Linked DNA regions of Bicyclus anynana: region 2 is linked to region 1. The links are chromatin contacts, called in public Hi-C maps. All regions are on one chromosome and are shown on one strand. The core of a region is the stretch at or near the end of the contact, and the rest is flanking DNA. Distances in the headings are between cores, read along the strand shown. Region 1 overlaps LOC112053876 (eukaryotic translation initiation factor 3 subunit H). Region 2 holds the start of LOC112053885 (tribbles homolog 2).

Region 1 (7,397 bases), core at 3,456-5,955:
GTTATAAAGAAATACGACAGGAACATGTGTTACTTAAAGTAGTTCTGATTTTATAATCCTTTGTAGAAATTTGGTGATACTTCTTTTATTATATTCGTCCGGTCCTTTACATTCGACAGGAAAAGATAATCTACCTAAATTGCTTTATGAAAGTGTTCAAAAAACAAACCCTACGTTATCGGTCGTTATTTCATTGTTTAAATAATTATCTAGATCACACTGGATTGTTTTATTATATTAAATCATTCAGTCACCTCTGTAGAGTCGTAAACGATGACGGAATCAAATCAATGTCGGAGATAAGTCTGACGTAACCGTCTTGGACTTTGCAATCATTAACACATTAGTACGAGACCAATGTTGCTCTTTTTATGTCTACGTACAGTGTAATTCTCTACTGGGTTACGTGATGTATTAGTAGAAAGATCTGCATGGATCATTTACGTGATTTTATTTGGATCATCAGCTTTCGTTAGCACGAAGTTAGTGTGTGGACAGTTTCACTGTATCACTCCGTGTAGTTCTCTAATCAAGATGATTAAAGTCTGAATTATTATTGCGCCGAGTAAATACCCTCGTATATTATTATTGTAAACTTCAGACGATATCACGTCATCTTTCATGAATATGATCGATCATATTGCGTCAGCACAATGATGAGTTTCATGAATTGCCTATATTATTAAATTGTCCTTACCAGTTAACTTATAACATTTGAATATTGTATTATCATATGTATGTATAGAATTTTTCAAAATCACTTTTGGTTAATTAAAAGTATTCCGTTTTAGTTATTCCAAGATCAACACTAATTGTATTAGAGTGGTACCATTTTATTTTTGTTTGACATTAAGGTCACTGTATTGGTTTTAATGTCAATCATGTCATACGTTTATAGATCCTACTGCGTACATATATGTGCACATAACTCTACCATTACATTAACAATACAGACTCATTCGTTGAATTCCACTGCAATTTCATTTACTTGATCAGTTACAACGGGTCGATTAATATTTAAGCTATATATGGCTATGTTTACTGGCAGATGATTGTGTAATATAATTTCATTCAACTTTACTTCCGGCCCCGTTATATCTGGCTTGCAAAAGTACTTAACGGCGCTCTCGCCTATTGTTTTTTTTAATAATGGAACCTCAAAAGTACTTAGCTTACTTTTTGTCCGTATTTATATAAATCTAGTACTTATTTTGCTGCGTTATTTTTATCGCAAATTATTTTTGAATCTAAAAAGACTTGGATTATTTAGTAGAGGTAAAAAAGTCTTTTTATTATAATATTTTGAACACATGAAAATCCCAGGACTAGGTTCTCCAGTCTACTTGCTTCATTCTTTCTAATTATTAATTCATTGGCTCTTGAAATCCATTAATACCAAATTTTAAATAAACCATAATTATAACATTAGTACCTAAAGGCACTAATACCCAGGATCTGACCACGGTCATTGGTCTTACGGCTTATCACACATTGCCAGAGACACCTAGTCAACACATAAAGGTCACATAATCTTTCTTATCACCAGCAGATAACGACTTAAGGTCGTGTTATGCCGCAACGTACGAGTATTTCTTACGTACTCGATATTATTAGCTAGTTGACTCTTCAATATTTATTCTTACATTACCAAACATCCACTAGAGTTTATGTAGATTTAGGTTTTCCTTTGTAACTAAATCCATTAGTTTATTATTTAATAATTATCATTAAAATGTATCAAGGTAATAATTTAATATCTCGCTCCGTATCATGTTTCCTCTTATTCTTTTCATTTTGCTATTTCTAACATCATTTTCGTTTTCCGCAAATCTTGCAAATTCATAAACTAGTTATATTAATAAAATATTCAATTTTTCATTGCCATTCATACGACCTAAAAATAAAAAAAGTCAAGATGTTTCATTTGCATTGTTAAATTTCGTATCGGGTTAATCTTTTACGAATTACCTGAACGTCGACAAATGTTTATTGTAACGAACTCGCCAATTGTGAGGCATCGCTCGAAATTCTGTGTACCCCAGATGTTCCACACAAATGCAGCATTGAATTCTCCTACGCATGATGTATTTTTCGGATTCTTTATCAAATCGATGATGCGTCGCGATAGAAAAGAATCCTCCATTGTGCAAGCGGCTCCTATTCATGACCAAGAATAACACCTATTCTTAAGAAGACAATAAACTGCACATGCGTTGTCTACCTGCAAGTCGCACGTGTTCAAAATTCGCATTCCGAATGTGCTGTGCGCAAACGAAACGAGTGACTATTGTTATCCTCTGCCATCGAGATTCGAACCAGACATTTTATAACACAAGGTGTCTTTTAAAGAAACAAGTTAACAAGTCGGTCGTAAATCCAGATCTACAATAGGGTTTTATAGTCAATACTTCTACGACGCTACTCATTTTGATGTTTCATTATATTTTTAATAGCGACACGATTGTTGTCACCATGTAAAATTTATAGTTGTCAAAATCAACTTTACTTTTCTTACATACTGTTTATATTGAGAAGAATGTACTCAATCTAGTTTAAGCAATATTTTTCTACCTGTCTCTTGCACATGATACACAATAATGGTTATCTTAGAACTCAATCTTCATTGTTGCTTGATCAATATTTTATATAGTGATGTAACAGACAATACAAACTTCTGAAGGGAAAGACTTGTTTGTCCATCTGACGACATCTCTATCTGGGGACCGGGTGCATACAACCCGACATTCAATACGACGTAAGGTCAATAAAGTTACGTTAGTATCGCAGCGAATGTTTATTCAAATGCAAGTTGTAACCAGTCTTTAAGTTTGACTTTCGACATATGCTGCGAGGTCAATATTTGTCGTTTTTTCGATAGTTCTTTCCTCTGCATCGTTCGCCTGACGTTCATTAATTTCGTGAAAGTTCATGTTACAATCTAATAGAAAGCGGAGATCATAAGAGCTATCTATAAGTAAAAACCGATAAGATAGTTACGCGTATTATTCCCCGCGTTCGCACGGAAAACAATTGAAAATTCAGCTCAATAAATGCGCCGGCAGGATATTACGGCGATCAAAGTAAATTGCTTTTGCTGTTATTAATTTTGATAACTGGGATTCAATTCGTTTCTCTCTTTTGTAACAAAGGGAAGCGATTGTATTTAATTTACTGTAGTCACCAGTAAAACAAAGCTTCGGCTGATACCGTGAAAATTGAATTCCGAATCGATCCCGAGCGCTGCGTAGGTAGGCGCTGAATAATCCAGCGTTGATATATATTTTTTGTGGCGGACATGTGCTCGGCCATCTGTTGGGTCAGATTAGAATATTTTTTCTCGCGTTTCTTGCCTAAAACATGTTATCATCTGGAAAAAATGACACGTAGCACATGGCGTTGTAGCGTCCTATGCGTCTACCTGCTTTTGTTCCCTCAACAATTGCTTGCGAACATCTGCCGCCGCCTGCGCATCTCATGACGGTGCGCCGCGCTGAATGCGTCCCGCTGCTAATGTGGACGGCCATCCGATGATCGATCACGTATACGCATCTTTTTTTTTATATCAAAAACTTGGCTTTACGTTCTCTAGGTTCTAGCCCTTTTGAGCAGCTACATAGCAACAGATATTCGAAATTTTATACCAAACTGAGGTCGTTCAGTCGAAGGTCCTTTTAACATTTATTTATTTATTTCACAAGATTTTTTAGTTGCATCAGCGCTGAACACTTAACCACTGAGAGCGATACTCAGATAAGTATAATTATTATTGCAGTAATAATTTTAATTTATCGTTAATTGTATTGTTGTTCTATATCATGGCACAACACGCACTTAAACGCTGATGAATATGATGTACCTACTTAGAGTCAATTATTTATTTATTACCTATATAGTTTAAGACTAATGACAAATATATGAGAAAGATACTTAGTTAATAAAAATGTGATGTCTATTACTTACATAATGCGTTCGAGGTCAGATTGCATTGCTAAAACACAAACTTGTTCAGCCATTACAATATATTTTAATAGCATTCATAAAAGAATCGTTATTAAATATCAGGAATCTTGAGCAATAAACCAATCCAATTCATAATGGCCGTATGTCGTGAAGCACTCTTTGCGGCGACAATGAGCTCTGTATGTAAAACAAAAGCATCCAACAGTCGATGTTTTACGATAGAAACAATTAATCGAGTGGTCCGGACGCTGGGATGCCAGTTGCGAAACAATTGTCCGTGCTGTTGCCAAACGGTTGTGTGCTACCGCTTTTGTAATACATCTGGATCGTTTTGAAACTTATTAACCTGTTTGTTTTGCGCTCAATTTTCGGTACTTACAGAGTTACAAAAGGCACCACTCAAAGGACTCCACCATTGTGTCCCTCTGTGCCCGCACAAAGGCGAACTCCGACGATCGAGTTACTTTTGTTCGCTGGACGCTAATTAAACAAAAGAACCCTCGCGTCCTTTGAATTAAGGTCTGTAATATTGTCGTGGCAGGTGAATGAAATGCGACAGTCATAAACACCTACAAAGGAAAGAGAAACTTTCGTGCCATTCATCATCTAGCCATTAGCAGACTGCTCGTCGCCATTAACTGAAGAACACTACAAGAGGGATTGTGTTGCAAAAGGCAATGAGCAAATGCAGCGGAACCAAGGCGTGCATTACTCGTGGCTTACAGTAACCGGCGCTCGGTTTTGGAGCGGAGTTTTGCCGCAACAAATCCTTGATGAAACCTTAACCCACTTGGATTATTACATGCCGACACCGGACGCCGCGAGCGCTGCAAGCGTTTCATTTTTTCGTTTTGTCACATATCGGCGTGTTCTTCATTACTTAAAATTCTGTTGGATGATTACAAAAAAGTTACTCGACAGGTGGATACGAATTCCTTCATGGCCTTCTGCATTGTATTTACGTGTGAGTATCTGTATAGGTCGACGGTGTATACGTGTAGGAATAGTAACGGTTACATCGGCCAGTGCAAGAACAGGTGCATCTATGACCTTGCGTAATACCACATTATAACAGGTATGTGTATATGACAAACCACTTCATACCACTTACATGGTTTACATGTGTTTCGACACATATTTAATCCTACTATGATTCAAGAACATAATGGACACAATAAAAAGCAATGATATCACGAAATATGAAGGATGGCGCTGACGCACATCTCGATTTATCAAACAATTTCTTGATCGACGTAAATCGTGCCAAAGATGTTTTTTACCGTGGCCTAGTGAGCCAATATGCCAATGTCAAAGCTGTCATAAACAGCCTTTGTGTTACAGCCGCGTGTTTAATGAGTTTCGATGTGAAAAACATGAACGTCTATTCGTGCCCTCATTTTTTTTGCTCTGATTATCGAGCGCGATTTATTATCGGGTTGGTTGTAAACGTAGGTGTGTGTGGGGCGAGCGGCGGCCTGTTAGTGTCACATGTATCATCATCGGCTGCAGCGCCGCGACGGCTCTCGGCTCGAATACTGGGTCAAGTACAACGGTGCTTGCCATTCATTGTCACTGCGCCGGCGCCGCTTCCCCCGCCGCCCCCGCCTCTCGCACACGCTGAACTTGACATATCCGCTCTTAAACACGTTTTTCGCCCATTCCTAAGGTCATCTATCATTTGATGTATTGTCACAGTGAACGCAATCGCTTTTCCGCACTTCGCGTGTTACATCGCAATTGCAATGACAACACACGTTACCTAACGCGGTGGCGGTGTAACGCAAGCAATGATAACGTACAGCTTCAGCTAGACTGGAGCTCGGCTGATTCGCAATTTTCCGTGCCAATTGTATTATATCACACGAGTCGCGGCCGAGTGCAAAATGTACGGGCCCGGTCCGAGGTCGTCGCCCGCCGCGCTAGAGCCTTTGCCGCCTCGAATGATACACAACTAATGGCCGAGTACATTCACCGCGTTAGAAAACCTACTTTAGTTCCGCACTTTCTTTATTGCATCACCGCAATGTGCCGTTTTGTCCGCACTCTCTTCCGCCAGAGCTTGTGCAAGCGGGTCGCATCGCGTAGCATACGGAGTGCGTCCGCAGTTCTAATTTCAAAATTCTTTACCTCATCTAATAATCGACCGCCTTCGTAATATCTCGGTGTGATTCAATCAGATAGTACAGCGCTTTCTTCGTTATGTCGGGCCCTTTGTTTCGCTCCCCTCGACTGTGACAGGTGAAGTTTCGCAAGTTCAATGAACCTTTCCCCGAGCATCCGCGAGAGATGGCCGCGCCATTGATGCTCGAGAATCAAGACGCGATCTGGTGCTTCTGATTAACATTTCCGCACTTTCCAAGTTACGTCATTGCGTATAGAAAAAGAGTAATCGCGAGGTCGACGACCGAGTTCGAAGACCGCTCCTTAAATCGTACAGCGATCATCGCTTCGGCATCCGTGTGGAGCGTTGATCCTTTATGATCTCATCTTGACCGCGTGAGTAGTCTGCGTTCAATATTAGAATTTGCGCTGTTATTAAATACCATTGGGCTTTATTAGAGAGCTATCTCCTTCAAGCGTAGAATTAATTTGCTCCGCCGAACGGTACATGAGAAAGTACCGCTGTTTGGTGTTCCACATCCGTCGAGCTGGCAGCATTCCTCGAGTTGAGGTCTTATCAAAAATAAATTTCTCCTATCAGATAAATCTGTGCAGTGCATTGTTCAGAAATACACTATTTGTTTATCAAGCGCGATCAAATAGTATTCGATCCACGTCCACGATTCACACAATCGTACGGTGTTTGGAATTCTTGGACGTAAGGCCTATGAACTTTAGTGTTTTGTAGCAAACGTTCCCAGTATTAAGCTTCTACTACGTATGAATAAAAAACGTTGATTTGTTATTGGCGTGTGTAGTTTTTGTCCGCCCGGCGAGCTTGATTGACACTGAAGTCAAATTAATCATAAAGGTATTTGAATATTGGCAGTACTTAAACGCATATTTTAGGTTTTAAGTTGCCAATTACTTTGCCTCATTTTTGAAGTAAATTGCCAAAATGTGTACTGTCCATTCCTTGTAATTCTGCTTTCGATACTGACAAATGATGGTTTTAAAATTTCGAATTGTTTTCAGTAAATGAAATTTTGATTCGCCAAACAATGACAGGCCAAAACACCGGTTGGGAAACAATCAATTGGCCTGAGATGATTGATAACGCGGTGTAAACGTAGTATTTTACGGAAAACCAATAAAGGAACCCGTTCTTGGCCGAGGCCCCGTGTTTCCGCGTTTGAGTGTAACGGTACCTATAAACTGGCTCCCGATTCGCGTTTCAACATTGTTTTGATTCGCGATAACATTATACGACGTATTTACAAACGCGAGTGTTGTTGCCCCGCCCGCTTCCAGACTTACCGGGGTTTTTACTACTACGA
Region 2 (7,397 bases), core at 2,104-4,603, 35 kb before region 1:
GTCTGCCAAGAATTTGAAGTCGGAAAATAAGGTTTTTAGTCGGGCTTTACTTGGTCGGTGTAAAACTGTGAAGTGTACTAAACTAGAGGGACGTATTTCCAAAAGTGTCGTTAATCGTTATTACTTGGTGACTATTATTTCATATTTGGTAAGTAAAAATCTTCAAATAGTTCCTAATAGATTTAATTTGTTTGTGGCCAGTCGAGAATTAGTGCTTCACCCACGTTAACGGATGACTTACATGTCCTTACTAATTTTCATATAAATTTCAGCACTCGATATAACCATTTTAAATAACATATTTTTTCTAATTTCTTTAATTTTTTTTATTATTAGTTATATAAATAGATAACTTATAACCTACTCAAAATATAAGCTATGGATACATTTTTAAATATTGCGTAAGAAAATTGATTATATTTTCTGGATGACTTTAGAATATATCAAACAAATTGTATCATTCAAAGCAAAGACCTGGGAGCAGGCTTCCAACTTGGCTAGTTACCACTTTACTGGAGACGATGGACGGTCAGACCGCAAAGACTTAGGGTTCAAGCACTCAGGAATGTGGAACTGGAAACCACTCGGGGATGTCGGGTAAACGGAGCTTACTTCCATGATAGCACGATTCCATCACTTAACATCAAACGAGAATGCAAATCAAATATCACTTTAAAGATTGTAAAATTCACTCGTATTAATCATCATCATTATCAACCCATATTCACTGCTGAGCACGAGTCTCTCAGAATGAGAGGGGTTAGGCCAATAGTCCACCACGCTGGCCCAATGCGGATTGGCAAACTTTTCACACGCAGAGTATTAAGAAGATACTCAGGTATTCAGGTTTCCTCACGATGTTTTTCCTTTACCGTTTGAGACGCGTGATATTAATTTCTTATAATACATATAAACGAAAAGTTAGAGGTGCATGCCCCGGACCGGATTCGAGGCAGAGATCATATCCACTGGGCTATCACGGCTGTTATATTTTTTTAATTTCTTTCATTCGTATTAGGTATGCTAAAAAGAGAATTGATATTGGAACGTGGTTATCACGTGATCTAATGTTTTATAGACGTCATAACTACCTACGTCATAACACTACGAGTTGTGACGATAAATAACTGTCGAAGAGTAGTTATAAAATCTCCCGTGACGTAGCACCAGAGCTGTGCCTCCCGTCCGCTCCTATCACGTGCCTGTGTAGCAATAGAATTTCCTCAAGTTTTCTTTCTTCATACAAAACTCTGAATTGTTGAAAAACAATGTGTCGAAAAACAATGTTCATAATGCATACAATGGTAGTATACATTACAAAAAAGTTCCTAAAAATATTTCATGATTGCGTAATATTTTTGCTAATTTTAATTGCGTAACATTTTTGCTAACTTTATTTAAAGATAAATAATAATTTTAATTCTTTCATATTTATATAATTTATAATTAAACTAGCGGAGGCTATGTTACTCGTTGATAGTGTAGATTTCTATTGCTAAAAGAGATTTTAAAATCGGTTGAGACGTTAAAGCGAAATAAACAAACAAACTCACATTATTGATATTAATGCATTTATATTATTTAATGTGTTATTACTTAGTTAAAAAGTCAAGATAATCATTATTATTTATTATGGGTATATAGTATATTACTAAAGGCTTTATCTAAATGTGAGTATAATATATTTAAGGCTAACTTACACGAGGAGAGTTTACCGAATATAACGCGTGCGGTCGACTACTTGCATAGTAAGCTAGTTATGAACTGTCTCGTCGGGACTGGCTAAACTCGGTTGCATGATATATCTGGTTGGAATTAACGAAGTTATTATAGTTTCTAGTTAATTTCTTTCTTTTCACATATATGATGAGGTAGTGTAATAGTAGAGGGCTCTGTAAAATAGTTTTGTCTTGTTTTTCTTAACAGCTCCAGTAAAAGTTCTTTTATATCACTAATGTAGTAATCTGGACACTGGACAGTAAAATCGTGTACCTACATATATCTAATTAAAATTTAAAACTCGTTTATTTCAAGAAGTTTACGTAACAAGCACTTTTGAAACGTCAAGTCTGTTTGTTCGTAGTGACTAGTGATTTACTGCCGATCTGGAAGGCAGGTTCTGCTAAGAATTGCCGGCAAGATACGCAACACTTACCTACTAAATTATTAAAAATCATTCATTTTATACTTTACAATGAAACTTAAATGATAATTTTAGAAGTTCCATGTCACCCGTTTCTACACTTTGGAATAGAAATCATAGTATTTTCTACCGACATATGCCGCTTCCACACTGCACGAGTGGCGTTGGAAGTAATGAGGAAAGTGAGCAGGGAATTTGTATGGTTACTCGTCTGACCGCGAACATTCGTGGAAATATTTCGGAAATATTTGCACGAGTATGTCTGCAAGTAGAGCAATGCTTGGCCAGGCAGTCCAACATTGCGGCAACGCGACGAATAGCATGAGAAGCATAGTGTGTCGGTCGGGTTATTAATAGGGTCCTATTTATTGCATTCGTCCGATTGGAAGGTCTGTAGCGACTTTATGGGAACATGTTCCACAATTGAAACAGGATCACACGTAGACAAACATGCTCGTCCTTGTTTGCCTACTTCCTCCTTAGGTAACGAGGTGAAGATGCGGGCTGCTAAGAGCAAGCTCAAACATGATCGTACAGCCACAGGATATTGGGCCAGGAATCCGTGTAAACTCAAACAGTTCCAACCTTTTTACAGGCTGCATAAATGTTTGTAATGTAATTTACAAAACTCGATTCTATTTCTTTTATGATACTTAGGTCGATATTTTACTAGAGATGTGTTACCTACACAAATAGATTCGCTAGTCATAAAAAGAGGAGGTATTAACAATTCTCACATATTATTGAAATAAGGAAATAAACGAAAAAATCGCGCGTCACTTTGTCTGTATCTTTTAATACGTAGGTATTTGAAAAATTCTAAAATAGGTACTCGCCTACCTAGTATCTACATAAGAGTAATATTGCCTTGGTTTTGACTTACGAGTGTTCAGTTTAATTATTAACAATTTATTTTTTTAATTTAACTATTATAAGTATTGCTTAAAATATCAATTAGATCAAGACCGTAGTGTATTTCATAATAAATGGCATTCGATTGTTAAACTACATTTAATTTTTATAAAGGTTAAACATAACATAATACCTTGATACATTTTATTAGGTGCGAGCAATGTCACTTTGTTTTAATGGCATAAATAACATCAAACTTCTAATCTTCCTATCAAATATATTCAATGGATTTGTAGGGTAGGTGAATAAAAAAGGAGCAAACTTCTAGTCCAGTTTGACACTGCAACACTCCGTACTGCGGAGGATTTTTGTAAGGTTTTTTAACTCGACTGGTATACGTTTTCGTTTATTGCAGAATCATACGCCTCGTCTTCAGAGGGGATTCGAAGTTTGGTGCACGGCGCCTAATTTGACAATTAGGAGTAGATATGTGGGTAAGTTCTAATATTTAATTTTACTGATAGGCATCACGTTTTACCGTTAATTGATATTTGCATATTATATGCTTCATTAGCAAGCCAAATATCTATCTACCTACCTACCTACCTAGACAATTTAAAAAAGTTAAAAACATGTTATGAAATGTCGTCAATTTTATTGGTAGGCTATTGTCAATTTGCAATAATATAATGTCGCAATTCAAAATGTTTATTTTTGCAATAATATGATGTAAGTTGTCGAATGCAGACTAATTTAAAAGTAAATTAATGATGTAGTGATGCATACCTATTACCTACCTATATAGTTGCAGGTAGGTAGGTTGGTACTTATTGAACGCGCTACGTGCGTAAGTAATGTCAGCCAATTTCGAATTTCAGTCTTGAAACGAGAATTTTTTGCAATCATTACGTACATTTTTTTGTAAAATACCGCACTTAATTTCTGTTGTTTAATTTATTGTTGTGAAAAATATTGAAACTGTATACACATTTGACATCATTGCATTGCCAAACGTAAATGAATGGTCGAGTGCTATCTCTCTCAAAGGGGCGGCGTATACGCTAGTTAGAGAGAGACGGCAGGCGACAGCGCGCTACGTCTTCGAACCGCATGGCGTATGCTTGCGTAGTACGCGAGCTGACGGTGTGTCGACATTGGACGTTCAACATTGGATCCACGGTTGCTGGCCCAAGGCTCCGCGAGCGCCGCGTCAGCCTCGTCACAACTCTCAAATAGTCTCGCAATGGCGTTAGTGCAAGGCGGTCGTGTGTTCGCTTAGTCTCACTTCAACCCGAGCGGACACCGGCCCAAAATATTGGCCTGTCTATACGTGTTCGGTTTACTCGAATTTAAATTCCTGTAATACCGTGCTCAACAAGCGAAATACGTCACCACGGACAGTCAAATTTTGGTACGATATCCACTCAGGACGAATCATTTCAAGGTTCGTACCATATTCGTAGTACACTTTTAATACTTTACAATTTCCCCTTACTAAACCGCGTTGCTAAATCGCAGATTGTCTCATAGTTTCGTTTGATAATTTTGCAATTTTTCTCTATCTAATCGGGTGTTGTTTCTATTGCAGATCATGTTCATCTCATCATAGTTCCTCCTAAGTTTTAAGTGTTTGTGTTCTGTGAACGTTAGTGTTGTGACAGTGCAAGTGTTCAGTGATGGATCCCGGATCACCCTCGTTGCTGTGGCCTCTGCGCCTGAGCAAGCCGTCGACGTCGCCCGCGGCCGCGGGAGACAGCAAGGACGAACGGGCCCCGTCGCCTGCCCTGGCCGAACGCTTGTCTGCGGCTCCCTCGCCCTCCAGCCCAGCGCCCAGCCCAGCCAGCCCTCCGCCCGCCCAACACCAGTTCCAAGCGGCGCTCGTCGCGGAAAAGTATTTGTTACTCGAACAAGTGGAAGGATCATCACTCTGTCGGTGTGTGGATGTGCGCACGCAAGAGGAATACGTTTGCAAAGTAAGTGACCGATCTACATCGATAACTAAAACTATAAACGAAAACCAGTTGGACCGCGTCTCGACCCCGCGCAATACAAAATTGGTAGCATAAACAACTAGCCAAGCCTGCATGCTGGTGCGGTGCACAAATTATTTTTCTTACCCGTCAATTAAAGTTACTAAATAAATGTCCTTCATACTCATTATAGATCTTGTTGTTATATATAAGAAGCTTACATAACAAACTACATAAGCAATTGTAAACACCATTTAACAAACACAACATTAATTAAATTAATTTATGACTAGGTACTACTGATGCTAATTGCTACCCTATTGCAAGCTATTATTTTTTTCTTTATTCTTTCCCGTAGGGATAAGGCAAAGGTATTACACCGTACAGCCAAGCAAGCCATTAAATTCTTAGTTCGAAAACCTGTCAAATGTCAAAAAGTCGTTGATAATTTATTTGCTAAAAATACTTTTAGATGCAACGATTTATCTTCAGCCGACACGACAGGGATACGTAACGCGTCTCGTGTCGAAATTATGCCTTGTTTCAACAGAAGTTGCGCAGTTTTGTTTGATTGATACACTACACTGTGTAATCTCTTGTTTTACTCGACCTCTGGTCCAGTGGTTACTTAATTAGCTTGCTCATAATTTGAACACTATGTTTTAAAGTAAAATGAAAACATTGATAGCCACGTAAAACTATTATTTTAGAACTTATACAAGTTTAAAATAACATAAAAAATCTTAATTTGTGGACATGTTTATCGATTCAATGGCGAAACAGTACGTAACTGCTAGACTGCTATAAAAGGGTTCCATGTATCCCACGGGATAGACTCCCCATCGAGATAAGCCCATTTCCCAATAATATGCCCACATGGTGTTTCCCTTTCATTGCAATTAATCAATTGTTACTTGAAACCGAGTTAACTCTGCGACTCTTATAATTGCCCTTGAAAATGAATTCTCACACTGATAAGTGATAATGCCTTATCTGCGGTAACAATATCTGGGAAGATAGTAGGTAGATACCTATTTAATTATATTATTATTACTTTTTTATATATTTACTTATAGGTACTAATGTATCTTGGTCCCAAAAAGACAGGAAGTTTAATGCTTATTGAAATGCTAGAAGCATTTAGCCAGTCTACTGGAACGGCATGGTCAAACTCATCCAATGTACCTACCTAATTATTCATCATAAGTTTAGGTCTATAGACATTACAAAGCTCAAGTTCTGAATGTAGCCTTACTTTTAAATACTTTAAAAATCACACACACAAACACACGGAAAACAATCTTACCTTATTCACAAAAACTAAATTCATACCTAAGTATTTATTACAGATATTGTTAATAAGGATGTCAATCCACCATAAACTAAAAATATGTCGATACTATATTTTGTCGATAAATATCAAACTTTATATGTCACGGTCTCGCTGCTCGGTCGCACTTGTAGGCCAGCTAGAGTAGAGCCATCGCTTACAATGTCATGTGTCGAGTGTCGCAACTGCAAACAATAACGTTCACACCGCGAGATTAACGAGGATATCAATCAGAGATCTAATCAAATGTTGCCCTCGGACCTATCTACTTGACAACTTGTCGCTTCCGACCACTCCAAACCAGAAATTTATTAAATCGTGTTCAGCGGTACTAATGTTTTCTCTCGCAAGTGTGAATTTCAAGTTCACCTCTACCTTTCTTTTTCTATAGTATCGTCTTAGACAGAGACATAAGAGGCGAATTTGAAGTTTAGAGTACTCTAGTTGTGTGTCTATGTCCCGTACCCCATAGTTTGTAATCATGGCCTGTAAGTAATTCAAGCCTCAATTGCCCGACGTTCTTTTATAGAGAGGTCTTTTCTATTAACTATTGTCGTACCCTAATCCTAACACAATATTACTTGGAGGGTAAAGAAACATTGGTAATAAAATTAATAGACATACAAATTTAAAGTATTCTTAGAAGAAGTTTTATTAGTATATCAATAAAATAAACATAATTAATACCTGCTAGTTGACTCACTACATACAAAAATAAATTAGGTCGGGTGAACCTGCTTAACTTGGGTATTTTATTACACAGAAGGCAACAGCTATAGGTTATCAATCACAAATTTAATCAAATGCGTCATCTGATAAAGTTAAAGCGCAATTCGAGTAAATTCCTGTTTTTTTGCGAGCGAAATCTGTTCCGTGTCGGTTTGAATCATGCAGGCGCCAAGGCAACGTATAAAACTACAAACCAGTTAGGAAACTCGTTATTTTGAAGATCCTTGCAATACAACATGCGCGCGATATATCTACCCACTACATACACCTATACTAATAGCATTAACAACTGAGTCTTAGGGCCATAAATCATTTCTCTATATCTATCTCGCTTGCACTTATGGGTCTTATGGAGCCGTCTAGTGAAGGGTGT

Evidence for each region. A called contact is a pair of places that touch in the nucleus more often than the background predicts.
Region 2: a contact with region 1 is called in a Hi-C map of whole larva, with 3 times the contacts expected there. The contact joins the promoter of LOC112053885 here to the enhancer-like site in region 1. A contact is called at or near these places in 2 of 2 Hi-C or Micro-C datasets (whole body and whole larva).

The regions. Positions count from the first base shown.
Region 1 is chr3:15,849,734-15,857,130 of ilBicAnyn1.1, reverse strand. The region is part of intron 1 of LOC112053876 (eukaryotic translation initiation factor 3 subunit H); the gene reads left to right. All of the region lies in intron 3 of LOC112053885 (tribbles homolog 2), which reads left to right. Among protein-coding and RNA genes, the nearest start is that of LOC112053880, 34 kb to the right of the region's middle. Within about 2 kb of position 4,705, at least 8 of the 8 cell types and tissues checked have open chromatin away from gene starts, as enhancers often do.
Region 2 is chr3:15,883,101-15,890,497 of ilBicAnyn1.1, reverse strand. It overlaps LOC112053885 (tribbles homolog 2), which reads left to right and starts at 3,353. Exons shown (of 5, transcript XM_024093478.2): 1 at 3,353-3,489; 2 at 4,584-4,968. The coding sequence starts at 4,672. The region is part of intron 1 of LOC112053876 (eukaryotic translation initiation factor 3 subunit H); the gene reads left to right.